5 separate regions of the Mus musculus genome follow, and regions 1, 2, 3 and 4 are each linked to region 5. Evidence: chromatin contacts called from public targeted proximity ligation data. All regions are on one chromosome and are shown on one strand. The core of a region is the stretch at or near the end of the contact, and the rest is flanking DNA. Distances in the headings are between cores, read along the strand shown.

Region 1 (2,700 bases), core at 21-2,520, 1.0 Mb before region 5:
ATTTGTTTCTCCTCCAGCATGTTCCAGCCAGCTTGACAAAGGCCTAGCTTAATCGGGGACAGATTTCCAGGGAGCAGTGGTGCTATGGTTGGTGTGGTTCCTCCCGAGTTCACCTTTGTCCTCTCATGCTCCTGGTCCTCCAGGAAAGGGGAGGGGAAGGCTGTGTGGGGGCAGTCCCAAACCAACTTAAGGAGAGAAAACAGTTTAGTTGTCTCTGTTGAGAAGAAGCCAAAAGCTTTCCCCAGCTCCCTCTTAGAGTAGAGTCTGGTATTTCAGAGACTCACCTGCCTCTTGCTAATGGTTGTAAATCCTTTCAGAAGCAAACTAAGTCCTTCTTCCAGTTTTCCTCCCCTAAAGTGTTTTCACAAGACCTCCTGAAGCATCTCTTTGAAATTTAACCAGCAAGGACTTCAGTGCCCTATGACCCAGTTTCTGCCAGTGTCCTAGCCTAACCTCAGTTGGGCCTTGCTCCAGATTACCTTCCTACCTACTTTTGGTCTTATTCACAGGGAAAAGGGGGTTTTCATCTGAATAAGGGCATTAAACATAGGTGGCCAGTACAATTACCAGACTTGGATAGACTTTCTGTGAAGTCAGGGTTTTCTTTGTTATCTGTCCATCTGTCCATCATCCACCCATCCACCCTTCCATCTACAGTGTTTCGAATGGGGGCACTTTCTGCTTGGCTACAATAAATGGGGAGAGTTTTTTTCTCTTTGCAGTCTCTTGGTAGCTTGCTGAATGTTACATTCTGCTTTAGTAGTTATTTGGGATTTCCCTTCCTTCCACTTTTGCAGGAGGCTTTCTGGGTTGCCAGGAGATTGCCCCTTTAACTTGTATTTCCCCGGTAAGTGGTGTGTGCACCTTCCAGAGATGCATATTTTTGTGTCATCTTTTCTGTAGAAAGAAATGGCATGACGTTTCCTTCAAGACCCGCTAAGGTCCCATGGGCCCCTGTGTCTAATGTGGTCTCCAGGGAAGGGCCGGCCACCCTTCGACCAGCAGGTCAGCCTTCCTCAGAAAGAGATGGGAGGTGTTCCCTCTGGGACAAAAGTTGAGGCGAGGAATTAACAGACTGAGGTTGACTCTCTGGGTAGTTCAGGAGAAGCAAGTAGTTCAAGAGGCTGCATAGCCAGCCAGCCTCACTCCCCTCGTCCCCGCTTCTGCCCAATCTCTGTATCGGTGTGTAGGGTTCAGGGGAGCGCGAGAGAGGACAGCTTCTTGCATTGTACTGGACGCTGAGGAGGGCCAGAGCGCAAATTTTGTGCCCAGCAGCGGCTAGGTGCCCCCCACCTTCACCCCCGCAGCCCCGCCAGACTAGCTCGACAGTGACATCGTGTGGAAGTATGGAATTGTGGCTTCTCTAACTGATTAAATGAACCGAAGGGGTCGCAGCCCTGGGATAGCTGCACCTGGGAAGAAAGTCAGGTGACAACAAATACAGGGAGCTTGATCAGCAGAGTGGAAAAGCTATATGTGTGGGACAAGACTCCTTTGTAAATAGTATTTCCTGAATGTCTGTTACAGTATTACCGATACTGCTAAGGACCCTTCCTTTCAGATGAAGGGCTGTGGTTAGGTTGGGTATGTGAGGGGTGTTGGTTCTTCTGGATATTGCAGGGAGAATCAGTATTTTTTTTTTTTTTTTCTTCCTATTCTTGTTTCGCGTGTTTCTCCTCCCTCTCCCTCTCCCTCTCCCTCTCCCCTCTTTTCCCCTCCTCCTCTCTCCTTCTCCCCTCTCTCCCTTTCCCTATCTCCCTCTCCTTCTCCCTCTTTCTCCCCTTCCCTCCCCTTTCTTTTTTCCTCTCTCCGTATTTTAACTTTCACTACGTAACTCATGCTGTTCTTAAACTGGTGATCCTTTTACCCGGCCTCTCCAGTCCTTGGGGATTATAGACACACAAAAATATTTTTTTTTGTTTTTTTTCTTTTCTTTTCTTTTCTTTTTTTTTTTTTTGTTTGGTTTTTCAAGACAGGGTGGTTTTTCTCTGTGTAGTCCTGGCTGTCCTGGAACTCACTTTGTAGACCAGGCTGGCCTCGAACTCAGAAATCTGCCTGCCTCTGCCTCCCAAGTGCTGGGATTAAAGGTGTGGGTCACCACTGCCTGGCACACACAAAAATTTTTTTTTGTTTTTTTGTTTGTTTGTTTTGTTTTGTTTTGTTTTGTTTTTTTTTGACACAGGGTCTGGCTCACCTGAAACCTGCTATGAGGATTAGGTTGGCCTCACACACATAGAGATCTGCCCACTTCTGCCTCTCTCTCTCCTGTGTAGGCTTGGCTGTCTTGGAAGTTGCTTTCTAGACCAGGCTGGCCTTGAACTTATAGAGATCCGTCTGCCTCTGCCTCTCAAGTGCTGAGACTAAAGGCATGTGCCACTACTGTCTGGCAGTGAGATGTTTTAAAATTATTGAGAATGACCATGGTATGAACTCCATGACAGCTGTGCTTATTATTAAATTATTAAATGTTATATTAAATTTAATATTAAATTAATTAGTATTATTAAATTATTAACGTATGTGCCAGCACATTTCTGTAACACCCCGGAAAGATGTAGCAATGACTTTTTCTGGAAATCTTGTTGGACATTCCATGGGTTTGAGTCCAGAAGGTTCCACTGATCTGAGCATTTACCTCAGGCAGTGAATGGAGACTGGGGGCCAGCTGGTCACATTTAGGTCTGTGTTCTTGGAGGCCTG
Region 2 (2,700 bases), core at 96-2,595, 1.1 Mb before region 5:
TCCAGAGGTCCTGAGTTCAATTCCCAGCAACCACATGGTGGCTCACAACCATCTGTAATGGGATCCGATGGCCTCTTCTCATATACATAAAATAAATCTTTAAAAGAATATCTCCAACAAAAGCCTCAAAGAGTGCTCTTTTCCTTCGTGTGTGACACTGTCCAAATATATCCTAAACTACTGCATTTAGAGAAAATTCTAGAGTCTCGAGAACAAAGTGCTTACTAGCATGCACAAGGTCTTGGATTACATTCTCAGTACTAAGTAATATCGGGGTTGGCCTTGTGTGCTGTGTATTCAGATGGTGAGTTCTGTACCCCAAGAGCAGATTGCAGTCTGGACATAGGTATTATATTGATCAATGTGCTGTAAAGAATGTTTCCCAAAAGTCTCTGACTGGTATATAAAAAGCTAGAGCCTCTGACTGGGCAGGGGAGATAGGAAAGAGGAACTCCAGACTGAGTGAGGGGATTTCAACTAGGGACCACAAGGAGAAGAAGGAGGAGACGGAAGAAGGGAATTGTCATGGGGCAAGGTGGAACATAAACATGTGGCTAAGAGAAGCTAGCACTGAGGACACACATGGAACAGAACCAGACTCAGATGGCAAGTTATGGGGTATTTATCTGATTATTAATAGCCTAGCTGGGTTAGAATAGCTCAGAATCTGCCCAGCATAGTGCCAGCAACCTGTTAAAAAAGTCTGATGTTTCTGTGTTGTTTACTTGAGAGCTAAGTAGGTTAGAGGGGGGCAGAAACCCCATGTAGATTTTTAGGAGCAAAAGGAGGCATAACTCTCCCATAATATTACTACCATAAACCAACAGTTAACCAACTAACTAATGAAAATATCTCTGTGATCAGGGTCTGGAGAGGTGGTTTAGTGGTTAAAAGCAGTGGCTACTCTTTCAGAAGAGCCAGGTTTGATTCCCAGCATCCACATGGTGGCTCACAACTGCCTGAAACTCCAGTTCCACGGGATTCTGGCCCCTGTGGGTACCAGGCACATGTTCATATGTGCAGACAAAACACCAATACAGATAAAATAATTAGAAAATATTGCCAATCATGACTTACAAATGGGCCTTACAGTGACTTACAGGGGACATTTTGAATTTCATCTTGAGACTGAGCCTCTCAAGTGTGGAGGCTCCGTCATTGCTTCTTCAGCTGTAACAGCTCTGCCTTCCCAGGAAGGAAACAAAAGCTCAGAGATGTGCAGAAAGTCAACCAGCTTATAGAGGAGTCGGTGTTGAGATAAAACCTTGGTTAGGTTCCACCTTCCTGGCCTGGTTCTGCCACGACCAATCTGGTTTCAAGAAAGCACAACTCTGTGGGCTAGGGAGATGACTTAGAACTTAAGAATGCTTGTTATGCAGTTATGAGGACCGAAGTTCAGACTCCCAGTAGTCAGATAACAAGACAGGTGTCCCACAAATGCCCTTAACTCCAGCCCTGAGGGATCTAACATCTCCTTTTGGCTTCTGTGAACCACGGACACACATACTGGGACATACATGTGCACAGACATAGGCAGAAACACACACACACACACACATCTTTTTTTTTTTTAAGATTTATTTATTATATGTAAGTACTGTAGCTGTCTCAGACACACCAGAAGAGGGCATCAGATCTCATTATAGATGGTTGTGAGCCACCATGTGGTTGCTGGGATTTGAACTCAGGACCTTCAGAAGAGCAGTTGGTGCTCTTAACCGCTGAGCCATCTCTCCAGCCTCCCCCCGCCCCCCACATCTTAAGAGAAGAAAATGTCATTTTGTCCAAGGGTGGACTCCTATGCACATCACCGTAGCAGATGTCTCTCTGGAGATTGTTGTTTGGATATGCAATGTCTTCCTTGTTTTGTATTAAAGTCTTGTTCTCTACTTAGTGGACCCCAATAAGAAGCAAGTGAATCAGGAGAGTGGGTACTAACTTTAAAAACGGGCTACCGGAAAGTGGGGCCTGGTTGGAGCAAGTAGTCCCTGGAGACTGTCTTTGAGGAGTGTGCTTTGCTGTGGCCCTTTCCAAGTGAGCACTTCTATCATGCCCTCTCTGCCTGACAGTCTGCCTCACTAGAGGCACAGAAGTGTGCATCCAAGGGACTGTGGACTGAAACCACTGACACTGTTTTCCTTCTTTTAAATCATTTCTTTCAGTGACAACCAAGATGTCAGGTAACCAGGCTCCTCCGAGGCTGAGATTGTCTACAGTAGGAGTGATGGAGATACTAAAGGTGAAGTGAGGGTAGAAAGAGCTTGAAAGACAAGATTCATTCTCTCTGGGACCCACACACGCAAACCCACTTTGGAACAGATTTCCAGGGAAGACCAGAGAGGAGAAGGAGGAGGAAGGATGTGTGTGTGCGCATGTATGTATATGTGTACGCTTTTCTATTGCTGCGAAGACACAACATGACTAAACCAACTTATAAAAGGAAATGTTTACTGTAGCTCATGGTGTCAGAGGGTTAGAGTTCATAATCATAATGGCAGGGATTATGACAGCAGGCAGGCATAGCTGTAGCTGAGAGCTGACACCCTAATCTAGAGGATCTGTCTCTCTTTGTCTCTCTCTGTCTCTCTCAGTCTCTGTCTCTCTCTCTCTGTCTCTCTGTCTCTCCCTGTCTCTGTCTCTCTTTCTCTCTCTCTCCCTCTCACTGGGAATGGTGTGGGCCTTTGAAACTGCAAGGCCTGT
Region 3 (2,700 bases), core at 108-2,607, 1.6 Mb before region 5:
GGTGTATTAGGAGGCAGCTTTTGAGTGGGTTCATTGATCTCATAGGAGAAGGTCAGTGAAGTTACACATCCAGGTTAAAGCTAGGGAGCTGATGATGTGTGAGCTAGCAGCTAGGATTGCATCCATAGCTGGTCAAAAACTGAGCCCCTGGGTAGGCACTCTTGGGTGAGTTGCCAGAAACGAAAAGAGGAGGAGTGATGGCGTGTTAGCCCAAATGTTCTCCAAACAAATGGGGAGTTTTCTCTGTGCAGGCAGGATTGGGGAAAAGGATGGGGTTTCCTAGCTTGTGTGAGGGGTGGGGAACAGGGGTTCCTGCCTAACAGTGGCTATGTCAGGTGGGCAAATTTTAACAAATCAGGAAATATCTACTATCAGTCTCAGGTACTACTATTCTGATGACATTCGTAGGTTTGGGATGTGGAAGCTGGGGGTCTGTTTTTATATTCCAAAAGTTCTTACCTAATAGTCATAGGTAGGCTAGATACAGAGGTCACAATGAGTAATCAATGAAGCTAAAGGCAGGCCAAAAATGGTCTATAATTTAGGCTCTGGAGCTGCAACATTCCCGAGTTCTAACTAGTCAATGAGCCTTTGAAAATGCATGGCTTCTTTATGGAAATTTTAGTTCACAGTACCAAAGGAACTGTTATGGCTGCTCATTAAATGCTCAGGGTTCAGTGTGTAGCACAGACAATTCAATAGCCACAACCTCCCTGAAAGAATTTCCTTGGAGCAGCCTCTTCCTCAAAAACACCTATCAGGCCTGTGAATTCACTTTTGGGCACTGATTTTAATTATTCTTAGACTGCTTGAAATCTCCCTAGCCTATCCACAGATGGGCAGAATCAAGCAGCCCAGTGTTTAAGGAATAAATGAAACTCATTCATCATTCATTGAGCACTTGAATAAAAAGAGGAAAGCTAAAAGAGCTCACATTCTTCAGCCTCCCTCTGGATTACTCTGGATTCTATGAGAAAAACTGTGACAGCCCCAGATTCAATGTGCTTACAAAGACCTGCTGAATAGAAAATGCTGGGGGTGGGACCTAGCAAGCTGCATGCTGCCTCCAGGTAATTCTCAGGTCAATGTCTGAAGCCACAGGCTTTAGCTACCTCTTCTCGCTGTGAGGAGAGGTCAGGGTCAGGACTGGGTATCCTTCCACAGAAACCTACTTATGGCAGTGATAAATCAAAGTTTTTTAAGACCAAAATATCTCTAAAAATAAGACGGTTGGTTATACTGTTACAAATGCTAGCCCAATGAAAGGATTGGCCCTGGGACCAAGTCCCTAAGCCAGCAACTGCTTGTTGAGAGTGTTAAATTTGGGCTAGGAATACTAAAGCTGTGTTCTCTGGCAGCAGCCAAATCTTTCTCCCTCTATCCTCATAGCTGCTGTCAAAGAAATGAAAAGGCTCTCCCTGAGAGCCTGCCTTTCTGTCCACTATTCTTGCTACCATCCCAAAGGATGTTTATGGAGAGCCGATGAAGGCTACACATGGCACATCCATTATGAGGGACAAATTAACCAAAAGGGCCAAACCTCTGCCCCATCTTCTCCTGTCACACAGATATATGAGACAACTAACTGCAGGCATGTACTATGGGATACTTGTGAAATTTTTGAGAGAAGGAAGTATAAATATGTTAACAAAACTTACTAGCAAAGAATTTAAGACCAGAAGGAAAGCTTTATTTTAATTTTTAAAAAAGATACATGAGCCAGGCAAGCAGGGGTCGGAGCGAGGGAGGCTGGAACAAGAGGGAGAAAGGGAAGTGGGGGTACAACCTTTGGTACAAGAGTGCCCTTAGAAGGAACAAAGAAAAAAAGGGGGGGGAGAAGGAACAAAGAGATGGGTTTGTAGGCATTACTTTCTGTTGCCATAATAAAACATCATGTCCAGAAGCAACTTAGAGACAAGCATGTTTAATTTGGCTTATGGTTCCATAAAGTCCATAATAGTCCATAGAGAGAGCAAACTGGTAGTGAGTAAAGCTATAAACTCTTGAAGCTCACCCCCAGTGATGTACTTGCTCCAGCAAGGCTCCAGTCCCAAAAACTCCATAGCCTCCTCCAAACAGCACGGTCAACTAGGAAAAAAGTGTTCAAACATGAGAGCCTATGGGGCTCATTCCTCAATTTCAAATCCCCAGCATAAAGAGGGGAAAAAGAGATTGGACTACTAAAGGAAAGTTCCATTCAGATTCCCATCCTGGTGTCCCATGACAAGGAAGATTAAAATAAGAACTCCATCTTCATTGATTGATATTTAAATTTGCATATTACAGCTGAGGTCTGCATGGTAAACTGAGACCTTTGAAGCTGTGCATCTGGCAGGCTCAGTTGGTTCTTCTGAGAACAGAGAGTACCAGGTCAGCAAATGGTTTGGAGATGAGATGCAGTTATTGAATTTAGGCCCTCAGTTCCTCACCATAAGCCATGGACACATAAACCATGCCTTCAAATTTAGGCATCTCACATGTTTGACAATAACAATAGTTTGAGGAGTGACCTGAGTGCCCAGGCATTCGCTGATTTTAACACCAAGAAAGAAAGTAGCCCTGATCATCCAGGCTGGTAACTCATTTAATAGAGGGAGACCCCGAGAGAACTAGATTACAGGGAATGAAACAAAAAAAAATTATCCTGATGATACTAAGATTTTGTTTTGAGATTTGTATATTACAGAATTTACAGCCTTA
Region 4 (2,700 bases), core at 125-2,624, 1.0 Mb before region 5:
CCCAAGGTCACTGCACAGCATGAGGTAACAAGTTATTCCACAAGGCTGTATAACACCCTACTAGGAGGAGAGACTGTACAGCTCAGCATCACTGGAGCTCAATACCACGCTATAGATTGTTGAAGGAATGCTTGGGCATGAACGAATCAAACCACTCAGTTCTTGTGCATTAGCACTGGGATCCTTCCTCTTTGCCCAGTTCCCATTCTTTCAATCCCAGGAAATCTAGGCCCCTGTGTTTTTTCTATCCACAAGTGCTGCACGGTATATGGAAGTACCTAAGGTGAGGTGGAAGGAGAGAGGGTGCCAGACATACCTCTGTCACAATGGTGTCTCTGGTGCTGTTGTAGATCCAGCCATCCAAGCATGGCTCGGTGGCCCCCTGGGTGTCATTGGGAAGACTGGCGTTTGGCAGATGCACGAAGCGGAGACACTTCTCAGGCTTCCCGTTTGGGCCCAAGGGGAGTACCCAGGGCTCTAGAGAGGCGTTGGGGGGCGGGCGACAGTGGTGGTCAGGGGTGGTGGCTGTGAAGATCTGTAGCAAGTTGTGGTTGGCTATTCCGAGGATTGGGAGGGCCAGCAAGGTCACATGCAGGTACTGGAAGGGGCCCATGCTTCCAACACGGTCCAGAATCTCGGAGAAGGTCATGGCACCAGGCAAGATGAACCAAAACTGTAGGCAAGGCATCAGGCCAAGAAGAGGTGTGTGTATGTGTGTGTGAATTGTATGTAGGCCTGTGGAGCATCATAGAATCACATGCATGAAGATGTACCTAGTTACATGTGTAAAGATTTGGGGTTCTGGTGTGTGGATGCATAAAGATGTACACAGTTGCAGAGAGGGATATGGGATACCAGTGTGGATGCAGTGCTATGTGCACATCTAAACTGCACTCTTGAAGGTCATGTGAATGCAGGCATGTGGCCCTGTGCTTATAGGTCGTAGATGTGTAGGCACAGGGCCACATAGTAGGGACCAAAGGTCCAGATTTGGATGTTGGTTGCCCAGGCGGGGTGTGGGTGAGGGTGAGAGAGAGGATAATACACATTTCCGATTGCTTCATGTGGGCTAAGAAGGATCTGCTCAAGCTCCAAGCCTCCTTGCTGTTCCCTGGGGTGAGTCCCCTGTGCTGGAGTATCAGAAGAATCCAAGTAGGTCCCTGAAGGCTTTAGGGGTTTGACCAATTACAGCGTTACAGTGAGGAAGCCTGGCTTTGGGGTGTTCTTGGGTGCTAGACTTGGGGGTCTTCAATCCCGTCTCACCTGGTGGTTGGAGCTGGATTCAGTTGGGCTGGAGCTGGATGCAGCAGTTGCCCGTGCTCTGTCCTAGGGTCCAGCAGCTGCTGTAGTAGGACAGCTCAGCTCTAACAAGCTGTTTGTGTCTCCCCTGGGGTGCCTTATATAAGGCATAAGCTGTTTCCTGGGCTAATGTTTGACTTTCTTTGGAAGATTAACATCCGGCAGGGGGAATGCTGTGCACCCACCAAGCCCAGCTCTCCTGAAAGGGCTGCCTCAGCCAAGGCTGTTGATAGGGTGGAGAGGGGGCTGGGGAGTGGAGTGTGGCTGAGCCTAGAGGCTGCTTGCTGGACAAAGGGCTTAGTGGCTCAGGGCATGTTTCCTAAGCGAGAATCTGGAAAAGGACTCAGGTCTGCGTGTCCAGAGTGCCTCTGAGCTGATGTTCAGAGGACCTGGAGTGGAGAACAACCAGCAAGAGAGGTGCTCCTGCACATGGGAGGCAGCATTCCTGCAATGGATCATCTTTCATACCCGGCTCCTGAGTAGATTCATGGAGAATGTTAGAACACACTCAGACAGAAAGGCCCAAGCACTGGTCCTTATGGTCTCAGAGGTACCGTGCCTTGGGCTCCTGGAAACACCAGGGCCATCCCTGTCTGAGTCTCAAACACAAGTGACCATCTCCCATCTACCTGTGGACTTATGCCACCGGCTGCTCTTTGGCTTCTCTCTGCAGTCCCAATGGCTTTGCTTATTTCTATGAGTACGGTTTAATTACCTAATAATGTGCATTTCTTGTATAAAACAGAAATTCTAACAAGCCAACACAAACTGAATTAAGTACATTCAGTTTCACCCAAGAGCCAGCTTGGGCAGGGAGTCTTGTGGTTTGTGGTTACTTTTCTCCTACAGACATGTCTAAGACAGGGTCTACCAGTCAGCTGGAAACTTGGTTGACACACTTATGGCAGGCCCTACTGATAGGACTGTCAGTTAGGAAACGGAGAAGTTAAGTAACTAGCTTAGGGTCCCCAGCAGGAAGTAGGTCAGGGGTGTGGCTTCAAGTCCATTTCTGCCCTTAAGCATCTAAACACACATACACAGACACACACAGACACACACACAGACACACACACACAGACACACACACACAGACACACACACACACAGACACACACACACACAGACACACACACACACAGACACACACACAGACACACACACACACACACACACACAGACACACACACACAGACACACACACACACAGACACACACACTCTCCCTCTCCCCTTCCTCCGCCTCTTCCTTCCTCCCTTCCTCTCCCCTCCCTCTCTTCTGCTTCTTCCCTCTCCTCTCCTCTTTGAGTGTTTGAGTCAGGATCTCGCTATATAGTTCAGCCTGGCCTTTAAGCCTCACAGCAGTCCTCAAGCTTTAGACTCCTCTCAGTTGCTAGGATCACCA
Region 5 (2,700 bases), core at 158-2,657:
GCAGCCTGGAGTGACTCTGCTGCTATGAGAACTGTTAGGTTTTAAGTGTTGTTTTCACTTGGGAACCGAATAAACTTGAACTTGATTATAATCCCACACCAGTACTCAGCTGGAGCACAATCCCAAGAGGGTTGTCTGCAAAAACCTGAACCAAATCAACAGTCTTGTTAAAATGAAGAAGACATTTGCCCTGTTCCAATCTCAAGACATCATGGGTTAACAAAGATGCCGGGGGCTGGGATGTGGCTCAGTCGGTAGAGTGCTTGCCTACCATGCAGGAGGGCTTCACAAAACTGGGTATGGGGCCTCACACCTATAATTCCAGCACTCAAGAGGTGGGGGCAGAGAAACCAGAAGGAAGAAACTGTCCTCGCTAAATAGGAAGTTTGAGGCCAGTCTGGGCTACCTGAAGCCTTGTCTCAAAAACAAAAGCAAAACAAAAATCAGAAAGAAAAGAGAAGGGGGGATGGAGGGAAGAAATGAAGGAAAAGCCAGAGCTGAGTGTTTGCTGGCAGCAGGGATGGCCATGGGTCAGCTGACAAGACAAAAATAAGCAGAATCAACTTCAGACATTCGACCCAGGAACCTGCCCAGGGTCCGGGTTTGGTAAGAAGACCCAGCCCCCAACTTCCCCCCCTCTACTGCTTTCTATTGAGCATGTTTCAAGCAGGGTGGCAGCCAACTGCTGAGGCTCAACAGGTGGCAGCTGACCCACAGCTCATACCTGATCCCCCAAGGGTTCAAATGTAGCTTCCTCACTACAAAGCTCCTCTCTTCAAAACAGCGAGTCAGACCCGGAGAAAACAAGAGTCACCATTAAAACACTACACCCATCCCTGGCCCACCCTTGGCTTCTCACGCTGTACTTACTATGGGTGCTAGCATTTTCCAGGATGTGTGAGCTTCAATTTCAGCTTAGCAGCAGCGTGGATGCCTAAGACACAGAGGGGAGCAAAGCTCATTAAGTCTCTAGCAAGTCTCCAGGAGCAGGGTAGCTTTTAGCAGAGCCCTCCAGAAACTTCCACCAAACTTCTCCAACTTTCTCGCTCTCCTCCGCTCTGACCTGAGCTTGCCCTTGAATAGACAAATCCCTCTCTGTAGGGCAGAAGCGGCTCACGGGATCCTTGGTCACCAGCAGGGTTCCTGGCCAGGCAGGCATTCGTGCGCCCCTGGCTCCTTTTCTCCGCGTACGGCGGATGGCAGACAGGTGGCAGCTCTCGCCTGGCTTGTTTACGCAGCCGAAACACTCTCCGCCTCCCAGACAGCCCTCGGGGACCCGCAGAGGCACCCGGGCTTCTCACCTTTGCTTGGGTCCCAGAAAAAAACTCTCCAACCTCCTCGCGCCCCAAGTAGGCAAGTGGAGGCCAGCGCAATGGGGACTGGTTTAATGGCCGCAGAGTCCAGGCTGAGCCAGATCACCCCGCCCCTCCTCCTGTAACTGGCTAATGAGAGCGTCGCCAAGGGCATGCCACTACTCAGTAGTCACTTAGATGCCTCCCTCCCGCTGCGTTCCCGCCTCTCTGCTCCTCTGCCCCAGATTCCCCAGCCCTTGACAGCCTATACACACTCCTCATGGAAGAACATGTTATGTCGAATTACATTTAATCTTTGTACATGAATCATACCAAAAGGCTATTTTTTAAGAGTAATACATGCCTGAAATCCTAGCATTTGACAAGCTGAAGCAGGAGGATTGCCATAAGTTTAAAGTTAGCCTGAGCTACTGTTTGAGATCTTCTCTCCAAAATAATAATAATAAATAATGATGATGATGATGATAATAATAGCCAGATGTAGTTGTTTATGCCTTTGTTTCCTGCACTCAGGAGGCAGAGGCAGGCCCATCTCTGTGAGGCTAGCTCCACATAGTGAGTTCCAAGGGTGCCAGAGCTATGCAAAGAGACCTTGCCTCAAAAATCCAAAATATAATAATAAAAATAAAAATAATGACAACAACAGTAATGTGGGGTTGAGGAGCTGGCTCAGGGGTTGAGAGCACTTGCTGCTCTTGCAAAGGGCCCCGGATGGTTCCCAGGATCCACATGGTGGCTCACAACCATGATTAACTCAGTTCCAGGGGATCCAATACCTTCTTTTGACATTGTTACTCATGAGGTACAGACCTGGTACATGTGCACACATACTGACAAAACACACATAGAGAAGACAGCTTGCACAGGGGTTTCAGCCAATAGAAAGTCTTTATTAGCCTGGCTGTCAACTACAGTGGGTGTTCAGTGTAGCACTTAGCTTTTCTCAGAGTGAGCTTTTAAACACAAAAACCATGTTCTGGGTTGGCATTCTTCAGTTAACAAGAACAGTTAGCCAAAAGCAGGCTCACAGAAGCCAAAAATAAGATTAGTACACCTGGCCTCTGTTTTAGCTTTGGCAGGTGGTGCTGTCTGCCTGAATGATACTTCCATCATGGAGTCAGTTGTGCTAAAGTCTTGGGGCCCACTAAGTCTGAAGCTCTGTTACACTCATAAAATAAATCTCAAAACATTTTTGTAATTGAAGGAGTTAAAAAAATACACTCCCTGGCATTTTGATTGAGGAACATGAAATATGTAATTTCTTTTGATTTCCTTTTCAATATTCAGAGATTACTTTATTCGTGTTTGAAATCAAATCCATGAACATAAAAGGTTAGATGTTTAAAACAGTATATTACCATTGCACAAATGAAAAAAGAAAAAGAAG

The links.
Region 1: a targeted proximity ligation map of stem cell-derived neural progenitor cells shows a contact between it and region 5, with 8 times the contacts expected there. A contact is called at or near these places in 9 of 39 promoter capture datasets (the C10 cell line, the HPC-7 cell line, cranial neural crest and 6 more), 3 of 130 datasets of targeted methods (embryonic stem cells, large pre-B cells and stem cell-derived neural progenitor cells) and 1 of 9 other capture datasets (liver).
Region 2: a contact with region 5 is called in a targeted proximity ligation map of pancreatic cancer cells. A contact is called at or near these places in 6 of 39 promoter capture datasets (the C10 cell line, cranial neural crest, embryonic stem cells and 3 more), 3 of 130 datasets of targeted methods (embryonic stem cells and pancreatic cancer cells) and 2 of 9 other capture datasets (embryonic stem cells and liver).
Region 3: a targeted proximity ligation map of astrocytes shows a contact between it and region 5, with 4 times the contacts expected there. A contact is called at or near these places in 4 of 39 promoter capture datasets (the HPC-7 cell line, cranial neural crest, hippocampal neurons and 1 more), 1 of 130 datasets of targeted methods (astrocytes) and 2 of 9 other capture datasets (adipose tissue and liver).
Region 4: a contact with region 5 is called in a targeted proximity ligation map of embryonic stem cells, with 7 times the contacts expected there. A contact is called at or near these places in 5 of 39 promoter capture datasets (the C10 cell line, cranial neural crest, embryonic stem cells and 2 more), 1 of 130 datasets of targeted methods (embryonic stem cells) and 1 of 9 other capture datasets (macrophages).

The regions. Positions count from the first base shown.
Region 1 is chr19:8,568,266-8,570,965 of GRCm38.p6, reverse strand. No RefSeq gene overlaps it. Among named protein-coding and RNA genes, the nearest start is that of Slc22a8, 24 kb to the left of the region's middle.
Region 2 is chr19:8,687,261-8,689,960 of GRCm38.p6, reverse strand. No RefSeq gene overlaps it. Among named protein-coding and RNA genes, the nearest start is that of Chrm1, 25 kb to the right of the region's middle.
Region 3 is chr19:9,142,053-9,144,752 of GRCm38.p6, reverse strand. No RefSeq gene overlaps it. Among named protein-coding and RNA genes, the nearest start is that of Asrgl1, 7.8 kb to the right of the region's middle.
Region 4 is chr19:8,591,856-8,594,555 of GRCm38.p6, reverse strand. It overlaps Slc22a8 (solute carrier family 22 (organic anion transporter), member 8), which reads right to left and starts at 1,374. Exons shown (of 11, transcript NM_001164635.1): 1 at 1,264-1,374; 2 at 317-673. The coding sequence starts at 649.
Region 5 is chr19:7,556,166-7,558,865 of GRCm38.p6, reverse strand. Plaat3 (phospholipase A and acyltransferase 3) reads right to left here and starts at 1,407. Exons shown (of 5, transcript NM_139269.2): 1 at 1,302-1,407; 2 at 871-934. The coding sequence starts at 885.